3 separate regions of the Mus musculus genome follow, and all the other regions are linked to region 1. A link is a contact called in public HiChIP or PLAC-seq data. All regions are on one chromosome and are shown on one strand. Each heading gives the region's core, a stretch centred on a gene start, on an enhancer-like site or on the middle of the called end of the contact. The rest is flanking DNA. Distances are from core to core; before and after follow the strand shown. Region 1 has its middle 250 kb from the start of Pvt1. Region 2 has its middle 8.7 kb from the start of Gm30113. Region 3 has its middle 31 kb from the start of Gm22521.

The links. HiChIP or PLAC-seq counts read pairs in DNA pulled down with a chosen protein or histone mark.
Region 2: a CTCF HiChIP or PLAC-seq map of the NIH/3T3 cell line shows a contact between it and region 1, with 5 read pairs. The contact joins two enhancer-like sites. A contact is called at or near these places in 1 of 15 datasets of contacts at CTCF or cohesin (the NIH/3T3 cell line) and 1 of 115 datasets of contacts at active chromatin or transcription factors (embryonic stem cells).
Region 3: a contact with region 1 is called in a BATF HiChIP or PLAC-seq map of CD8 T cells, with 14 read pairs. The contact joins two enhancer-like sites. A contact is called at or near these places in 2 of 484 Hi-C or Micro-C datasets (B cells and Th1 cells) and 2 of 115 datasets of contacts at active chromatin or transcription factors (CD8 T cells and large pre-B cells).

What each region holds. Positions count from the first base shown.
Region 1 is chr15:62,285,796-62,288,939 of GRCm38.p6, reverse strand. No RefSeq gene overlaps it. Among named protein-coding and RNA genes, the nearest start is that of Pvt1, 250 kb to the right of the region's middle. Within about 2 kb of position 1,444, at least 75 of the 459 cell types and tissues checked have an H3K27ac peak or open chromatin away from gene starts, as enhancers often do. A contact at or near this core is called in CD8 T cells and the NIH/3T3 cell line, where this site is marked.
Region 2 is chr15:62,961,380-62,964,523 of GRCm38.p6, reverse strand. No RefSeq gene overlaps it. Among named protein-coding and RNA genes, the nearest start is that of Gm30113, 8.7 kb to the right of the region's middle. Within about 2 kb of position 1,658, at least 11 of the 459 cell types and tissues checked have an H3K27ac peak or open chromatin away from gene starts, as enhancers often do. A contact at or near this core is called in the NIH/3T3 cell line, where this site is marked.
Region 3 is chr15:62,822,571-62,825,714 of GRCm38.p6, reverse strand. No RefSeq gene overlaps it. Among named protein-coding and RNA genes, the nearest start is that of Gm22521, 31 kb to the right of the region's middle. Within about 2 kb of position 1,669, at least 41 of the 459 cell types and tissues checked have an H3K27ac peak or open chromatin away from gene starts, as enhancers often do. A contact at or near this core is called in CD8 T cells, where this site is marked.

The sequences.
Region 1 (3,144 bases), core at 195-2,694:
AAGAAGAAAGAAGAAAAAGATCTATAATACAAAAATTATCAAGCGTGTGATGTAATTTGGTGATAGACTGCTTGACTAACATGTACTAGGTCTTAGATTCAACATATGAAGAATAGAGAAAGGGGCACAAAAACAAAAATAAATAAAATTAAAAATTAAAAAAAAAAGAAAGAAAGACAGAGGGAGACAGGAAGATAAAGGAAGGGAAAAGCCAAATCATGAACCAAGTCTCTTCTTTCAAAACTGAAAGTGGAATAAAAACAGGTTTCCTCGTTCAACATTAACTCAAAGAAGCAAACTATAATTCCTAGAAAATAATCACTAGAAAACCACCAAAGAAATATAAGCACGAGGCGGAGTAAGATATTAAATGCTGAAAAGTTCCTGACAAATGAGAACACAGAAAGTGAGTGCCTGAGATGAATGGCAGAGCATGGAGCCATATGGCTAACCCGAATCTAACCAAACCAACAATTACATTCTCTGAACCCACTAAAGATTCCAAGCAAAGGGCACCCAAGGAATGACTGTATCCTTCATATAAGACACGTACTTGATACTAAGATACAAACTGAGAAAAGATGAATGAATACAAAAGTTATCATGCTAGTAAGCAGAAGCAAGCATGAATGTCTCCATTACTATTTAGCAAAATACATATCAAGGGAGCTAGAGACACAGCTCAAGAGTTAAGTCTGTTTCCTGCTCCGGAAGAGGATCCATGATCAGTTCCCAGCACTCAGAGGGTGGCTGACAACCACCCATCGGCATGAGCAAGGAATTCACGTACATACTTGAAGGCCAAAATCTCAGACACTTTAAATGAAGTAAAAAAAAAAGATCTTAATTTTTTAAAAAAATAAACATCAACACTACCAGATACATTGACAGAACTTGATGATCAGAGAAAGGGAGAGAGGGAAAGGGAAAGAAAGGAGTGGAGAAAGGCTTATTTTAAAGCTGATTTCATGTCATTATAGTTGTCTAATATAGAAAACTATACTATGCAAAACCCCATGCTTCCTTCTCTAAATTAGCACATGCAAAGCATACATTTTACCAACATACATCTGTACTAATTTTATTAGTGTACTTTATGTCTCCCATCAGAGCAGAATTCTAAAAATAGGAGGATCTATTTTTATTGTATTTTTGTGTACTTCCAGTTCCCAATATCTAGCAGAGGACTAATATATTCTAAGTACTCAAAAAAGAAATACAGTTTGAAAGAGACATGCTTGAGTAGTACACCCATGAGCACAAGTGCTAGCAGAGAGCTGGTGACTGCATGCAGGTTCCTGAAGGCGAATCCCGCATTCTTTCCCTCTGCTCCCACATTGGAGGAAACACATCCGCCAATGGCTGTGAAACCCAGTCCCTAGCTCAGAGCCCATTCTCATGGCAGTCATAATAAAACAAGCATTTGGATGGATGAGACAGGAAATGACCAATAGCCACAGCTCAGAATGACACAGCTTTAGCTGGCAGGGGGAGGGAGGAAGGTCCTCTGGAGGGTTGAGTTTAAGGAGCCACAGGAATGTGAAGCAGGAACATTTTTAATGATTTTTCAAATGCGGTGATACAGTGTGCCTTCTAGTTATTCTCTGCTAAACTGAACAGTCACCCTACAAATTTCAACCACCATTTAGTCAGCATGATTTCTCCTTGCCTCCAAGACTCCTCTGGGGAAAGTGGTAAGTCAAACTCAACAGATGGGAGAATTAGAATGTCTCATCTCTAGAGGGAAACAGAGCCTTCAAGTGACTCATAAATACTCTAGATCCTCTGCCCAGAAAAAAAAAAAAAAAAAAAAAAAAAAAAAGCCTTTCCACAGGATGTTTTTCATGACCTTTTGATACAGCTGAGTGACTACTGTGAATAGGTCCTCGTAACAAGTGGGCTCAAGCAACGGGATGCATTTTGTAGATCCTAGCATACAGAAACGAAAACATCTCATCTAAGCATTCAAGACACAGTTGCACACAGACTCTGCCTCTGTATTATGTCTAATGTCATTTTCACTGTCTCCTAAGTAGCTTGCTTTACATATAAGCAGACAAAAGTATTTGCAGCCATCGCTGTTGAGTAAGGTATGTGGCTCAGCTGGTTAGTATCCAGCTCGGGGAGGAAATGCATGAGTAAAAAGTAATGAGATTAGGGTCTGTGCACGAGAGGAATGCTGGCTTCAATCTTGACCCTCTCCTTGCATGTGTGGTTGTGAATGCATTACGGAACAGTCCTGAACTTCTGTTTTTTATTAGTCTGGGAAGTGGAAATTAAACTACCTGCCTCGTGAGGCTTTTGTCGAAAACCAAATAAGATAATTTGGCAGAGCATTCACTGCTCTGGGCAGTAGCAGTATGATTGTTATGGTTTTAAAGCAACACTTAACACACATACATACAGGTATTCTGTAAGGCACAAAGGTAGAAAGGAGACTATGGAGATGCCCTGAAGGGGAGGGAAAGGAAGTAGGAGACGCACTAAGAGAGGATAATAAAATATATGTGATGTACAGAGAGACAGGTGAGACCAGTGGGGGGTGGTCAACAAATGGTGATATATGCAAACGTGTTACAAAGAAAATCATTTACCTTTTATGATAAGCTAATTTTTCCAATTTTCACACTTTCAAACCTTGGAGGATAACATATTTCGAGTCAAGGCAGTGATACTGGACTATGGATCTAAACTTTCAGCATGTCAAACATACTATTTCCATATGGAGCTTTGGGCTGAAAAGCCATTCTGCACAAGCCAATCTCACATTATGATGTAGAGATGGGTGTTTCCTTGCAGAGCAGATGTGGTGGTCATACAGCCAATCTCGAAGGTTTGCAACACAATTTACTTGTTTCGTGACTTGGCATTGCCAATTGCCCGTGACTGCCACCAATTGCTCCCACCCCAGGACGGGCTGGGGAGCAAATTCTGTTGGCAGCACTGCTCTCCCATCAAGAAGGAATGTCAAATATGGTGACATTCTGTCCAGCATTGACTTCTATTCTCTTACTTTTGGTCACACTGAAATGGTAGTGCAATCCCCTAGGTAGACTGGCAGGTTCCTTTGCGGAATGGGGCGTCCTGAGCTACACAACATGGTGCTAAAGTCTGAGAGAGCAACCAAAATGACCAGTTGAGAAA
Region 2 (3,144 bases), core at 409-2,908, 680 kb before region 1:
TAGATTCCTTTTATATATGATAATCTCATTAGCAAGTGATTATTTGCCTACATCAGTATTTTGTTTGCTCATACATATTTTTATCTGGCCTGTGAATTTTCAAATTACTCTGGTGAATTTCCTTCTATTCTTGGGCCATGTTGCAAGCTGGCAAGGGTACTCTTGTAGCTCCTTCTGTATTTTGTTTAGAAATTTCATTTACCAGTTAAACAATCCCATCACTCCATAAAGCCCTCGTGCATGGGCAGAGTTCAGTGCAGTTGTTTGCTGCATCATAATAAGAATGTCCCTTTCTCCAATTTCCGATAGGACAGTCCTCATTTCTCTCTGAGACCTCATCATCTTGGAAAATATCTAGGTCTTTCCATATACCCTTTATTCTGAGCCATCACCAGAATCCCTCAGAATGCCTCTCATATACCATGGAACAGACCACTTCCAGCTTGTTGTTTGTGCCCTGCTTCTCTAGTTCCAAAGCCTTTTCTGTATTGTTAAATATTTTTATTCCAACAACCACACACTGTACTAATGGTTCCCAATTTAGTCAAGTATCTGCTGCTATAACAAAATATACCAGAAGTTCAATGCTTCTGGTAAGTTCAATCTAAATGAAGTAATTTTATTTGATTTATGGTTTCAGAGGTAAAAGTTTAAGATAACCAATCTACCTTATTTGTCTGGGCTTTGGTGAGGGGCACATTGATTTTTTTCACAACATAAAGAAGACTCTGAAAGGGACATTGAGTATGTGTAAAACGGATCATATGTAGGAGTGAAGATTTTATCCCAACTTGCAATTATGAGAAATCACCATATGAGACTAACAGGTATCCCTTAAGAAGTGATTTAATAACTACCTGAAGTCCCGATCTATTATAATTTCCATAGCAGTCCAACTTCGCTACGTGAATCTCTGGAAAATATTCAGGCCAGATCTAGATCATGGCAATAGTATAAAATGGATCTTCAATATTATCCAAACTACTAACCAAATGTGTATATTAATTTCAAAACTGGAATTGGCTGTAGAGTAAGAGGTGTTATTAACAGAGGTTTATCTTTAGGAAATTCTTTGGCTGGATATTTACAACTTAAACTATGCATGTGTTATTTACTTCAATTCAGTAGAAATCAGGGCTGAGTGTAGGAAATTATGATCTACTACTCTCAGTATTTGTATTTATTGTCTGTCTCCCATCCGTTTTCACTCAGACGCCAAGCTTTAGCATTTTGAGGGATGTTATATGACAAATGACTATCGTGATGATCTCTTGTTTAAACTAGCAGCCTGCTTCAATTGTAACAGCTTCATCACAGACTAAAGTGGAATGATGTGAGCACCCAAAGGTGGGGGGCAAATCTTGCCATTTGATGTGTTCTGGTACAGTGACTTTTAACGAGTCCAAATGTCACACCTGGTTCAGTAACTTTTCATGGTTCCCATAATCCATGAATCATGCCATCACTGAATTACTTTTAGGGGAAATAACTTGGGAAAGAGCATATGTTTTGAAAGTTGTTAAAAAGGAAACTGTTCACATAAATATGTACAGGGGAAGATGAACATATGGAAATTTTCATGGTGTGTTTTCCTCTAGAGTAAATGCAAAGGAATGTAAAACCACAGAGATTCTTTTCCCGGGGTTTCAGAGAGTGATAGCAGAAGTCTTTAAAAGACACGTAATGTAGTCATGTTTGGAAACGGCTGATTCATAAAAAAGCGGTGTAGCATACGGCTATCTTTTTGAAGCACTCAGGAAACTTCAGCTTTCTTTTATAAGAATATGAATAAGACTTTAGCCACATGGGAAGTGAGACAATGCTATTTTGCTAGTAATTTTTCATTTAATGAAAAAATCTGATGAAAAATACACATTGTTCTTCATCTTCCCACCTATGGACATCCAGCTCACTCTTCTGTGTAGGCAGTGGATTTCATCTCCCTAAAGTTTCCTCAGATGTCCTCTGCTTCATTTGACTTCACTGTTCCATAAACCTAAAGGAATGCATTTTTGTATTATACAGTTTTCCATTTGTTTCAAACATATCCTGTATGAAGCTGGGGCCATATCCTTTCAGACTACCAAGTCCCAAAAGGCAAACATGAACAGACATTCTTAGTGTCCAGCTCAATCTTGACCACACTAAAGAGGCTTTAAAATACAGGAAATAATCCACTTAACAGTTGAGCTCACTTAAATATATCTCCTTCAGTCAAGGGCAAACACTTCATATGCAAAATAAAATGAATTGCCATTTGTTAAGCCTTTGGGTTCAATCAGACTTAATGCTTTAAAAACAATTTATGTTATGTATTCTCAGGAGCCTGAGCAATGCATCCTCATTTGATGTCTAAGCAATTGAGATTCAAATATGGTGAGTTGTTTGCTTACGAATAAATGGCTAGGCTGAGGAGGTGGCTCAGCAGTTAAGAGCACTAACTGCTCTTCCAAAGGTCCTGAGTTCTATTCCCAGCAACCACATGGTGGCTCACAAACAATGTAATGGGATCCAATGCCCTCTTCTGGTGTGTCTGAAGACAGGTACAATGTAGTCATATAAATACAATTAATCTTAAAAAAAAAAAGAACATGTGTTTTCTTTTTAAAAAGAACAAAAAGAATAAATTGCTATTAAATACAACATTTGCCTTGTATATGCATGTATACATACACAGACACATGCACACATATGGAAACAACTGCACACACACACACACACACACACACACACATATATATATTCTCATATGTGTATATGTGTGTGTGTGTGTGTCTATGTATATATGGAAACAATAACAAAATCTACCACTTCAGTGTTTTCTTTGCTTCAAAGTCAATAAGAAGCCTTTCCTGACTTTCTTGTAGATAGAGAAGGAAGAATTCTGCCCATCCTCTGGTGACTAGACAGGACTCTTTCTGTTTCTCTCGTGGACTCTCCATGAAGTACAGATTACTCCAGGTAGAAAGAATGGTGTGGTTAGAGGTTACATTTATATGGTGGAGTTGCTTCTGTCTTCTGGCTATCAGGTGACATGAGTCTATTAAGATACTTTATGCATGGCAGCTTCAGCATTGGATCAAAGACAAGATTTCAGAAAATCTCCTATATATGCGGTCTTCAGTTTTCTTGACTCAGTTTATT
Region 3 (3,144 bases), core at 420-2,919, 540 kb before region 1:
TGTCTCCAGTTGTTATACAATACAGTCAGGACCCTCATTTCACTTCAAAATACCAGGCTTAACATCAAAACAAGAGAATGAATCAGAGTTGTTGCTGAGGAAAGTTTACTTGGGGTGGTGATTATCAGATGCAGCTAGACACTAGTCCCACATTTTCCATCTCTCACTTGGAAGGTTAAACTTTCTCTGCAGAGGAAACAGCACCTTTTTGATGTTCCCTGCAAGTGAATGAATGTCAGGGAAAGGGCCCTTTCCTTTTAGTGTGAACTGCTTCTGAAGGCACTGAAGGTCTTCTAGCGCTGGAGAAATCTCAAGAAAGGAAGTCTCTGTAGTCATTTGTTGTTCAGCTCTGAATTATCCAAAGCACTTGAATGTGGTACTTTGCCGAACTCTAGTGAGACTACGTGCAAATGAGGTTTCAAACGTTTCCAAAAAAATAAAATTAGATCACAATTGGTAACAATTTCCATCACCTAGAGAGCTAGGCAGTGGAAGAATAGGCCATCGTTTTGTACATGCGCATGTGGTAGCTTTCTGGGAAGAACATAAGAATCATCCTTTATAACCCACATAAAACACTTGTCTCCGTTTCTGTTCTTTCATTCTGCCCTGTTTCCTACCTTCATGACTCAGACCTTTTCCTGCTCCAAATGTATTGTACAGAGATGAACTTGACTAATAAACAACACATATTACAGGACAGTGCATGAAAAGAGATTGAGACAACATGTTATGGAAATTATTATCCTGAGAAGCCATAAAAATCCACACGCATCCATCCTGTGATAACTATGTGCTAAGTCACTGGGGAAGTATACTGTGTTTTCTTTATGAAACTGAACCGCTTTGAAGCCAAGGAAATAACTTCACCACATCTAACTCATAAGCAATTCTTTTGCCATACAATACATTTGGCCTGAATTAGCCTCCTAGGGCTGCTAGTCAACAAATGGTTTAAAAATAGACAGGCTTTGTCTCACAGTTAGATGTGTTCAGTGTCTAAGGTGTAGGTGTCAGCAATGTTAGATGTTCTGAGGACTGTGCAGCAACTTTGGCTCCACTTTTCTCCCTGAAATTCCTCTGGTTTTACTGATTATATATATGTATGTGTATATGTACATATACATATATACACATGCATTCATATACATATACATGTATATATTTAAAATTCCTTTGCCTGTGGATGCCACCTTCTTACAGGTTGAAAGTATTTAGAAGTTAGGAGAGAATAGAAAAACTCATCTTATTCAAAAACATTGTGTGGTGATCATATCCTCTTTTGACTCTATTTTTTTTTTCATGAAACTAAAATACAGCCTCACTGGCTCAGAGTGAAAGTGGAGTGTGGTAAGGATGTTTCTGTAAGCAGCCATGTATAAAGACAGAGAATTTTAAAGAGAGAAGGAAATAAGGAGGAAGTGTAAGAGATAATTGATTCAAAGAAAGGAAAATACTTAGCACTGGTGAGAAGGTAGTAGGAAGGTGGGTAGTTGTTTACCACATGCTTCTTTGAGTTACATGTGGCTGTAATACATGACAGAAATACAATTCAGAAAATGCTATTTCCTAGAAATGCACTTGGCCTTTCCTCTGCAGGGGTGTGAGAGAGAGCACCAGATGTTAGGGTTTGTCTACCCTAGTGTTCATGCATTGGTCTTCACCACTGTCCCTGGAAAGGAAATTATGGTAGATGAGGTAATCAAAGAGGAAGTGGAGTTGTATTTGGTCTGTGACACTCTCGAATGCCCATTGTTATTCTGTGACCTGATCTCAGAAACCTATCTGTGAACCTGTTGACCAAAGCAAGAGGGCTTAAGATGTCCACTATGCCCCATTTAGAGGCACATTACCAGCCAATATGCCCTCTTCAAGTAGGGACACATTGACATTAACTTTTAAAATGTATCTCCTCTGTTATTCTAGTCTTGATGCTAAAGATGTCCACTTTTTATTTTTTAACGACAGTTCCATGGTGGAGGATTCCAGAGTGTCATGATTTTGTTTCTCTATAACCGTCTTCATCTATGCATTCATTTGTCTGACATTCTCTGAATATGTGTGTGATAATTTTAATTACTACTGATAAAGCTATTTGATATGAATTATCTTGCAATCAGACATATAGAGTTGTAAATTATCTAGGGAAAATGTTTTTTACTATTATAAATTTAAAGAATTTAGACAGCAGTTTGTGTAGAAATTATTTATTCAATAAAAATCTTTATATTGTGTTAATGGGACTAGAAAATAACAATAAGATATTACACATGTGCTAGATGCTTATAATACTCTCAACATACATTGAAGAGTGTACAAGTGAAATATCCCATTTGGCTTGTTAGAAGTCCTACTGAAGAGACATAAATTAGGACAAGATGTGATGGATAAGCAAGCAAGAGGTAGTGTGAAGGGGAGATGCTGATAAAACTCATTACCCAGCAGTATAAAGGAGAAAAAAGACTCAGATTAATGAGAGGACACAGGAAGAAGAAAAGGGCATGAGACACAGCTGGCATATTAGAAAGAAATAGAATTATAAAACTAACCCAAATCCATAGCATAGCTGGTTTATATTCTGAAAATAAAAGGACACAGTGTATAAGAGAGTCACAGTCAGAAATGTAGCTAAAAGATCAGATTCGCTAAGAGAACAGGAGGGAGGAGAAGGAGAGCAGATGGGTGAAAACTAGTTAGAATACTTTGGAGATTCCATGGTATTTTGAAACAAAATTATGACCACAAAGTTCTAACTATGTAACCAGATTTAGAGGGAATGTTATGCTGATATTTTACTAATAATTGGATATACCCTTGAGGATGAAGGAGATGCCCAATATGATTGATGGATAGTTGGAAATGCTATCTAGTGAGATAATGACCAGAGAAATATATAGCTGATAACTGGGAGGGGTGTTTGGGTACATTGGCTTGGAGTTATCTATGAAACACTCAGACATCTATGCTATACCAGTGATTGGATATCTAGGTAGGGATCTCGATCTTAATAGAAGAGACTTAATTTTGCAATGTGAGTCTGAAATTCATAGTCTCTGAGGTGTTAATGAATCATCTATCACATAAAATAAGTAGAAGCCTTCAACCAAGAGGGTTCAAGGTCCCTGAGGAAACCTGAGTTCTAAA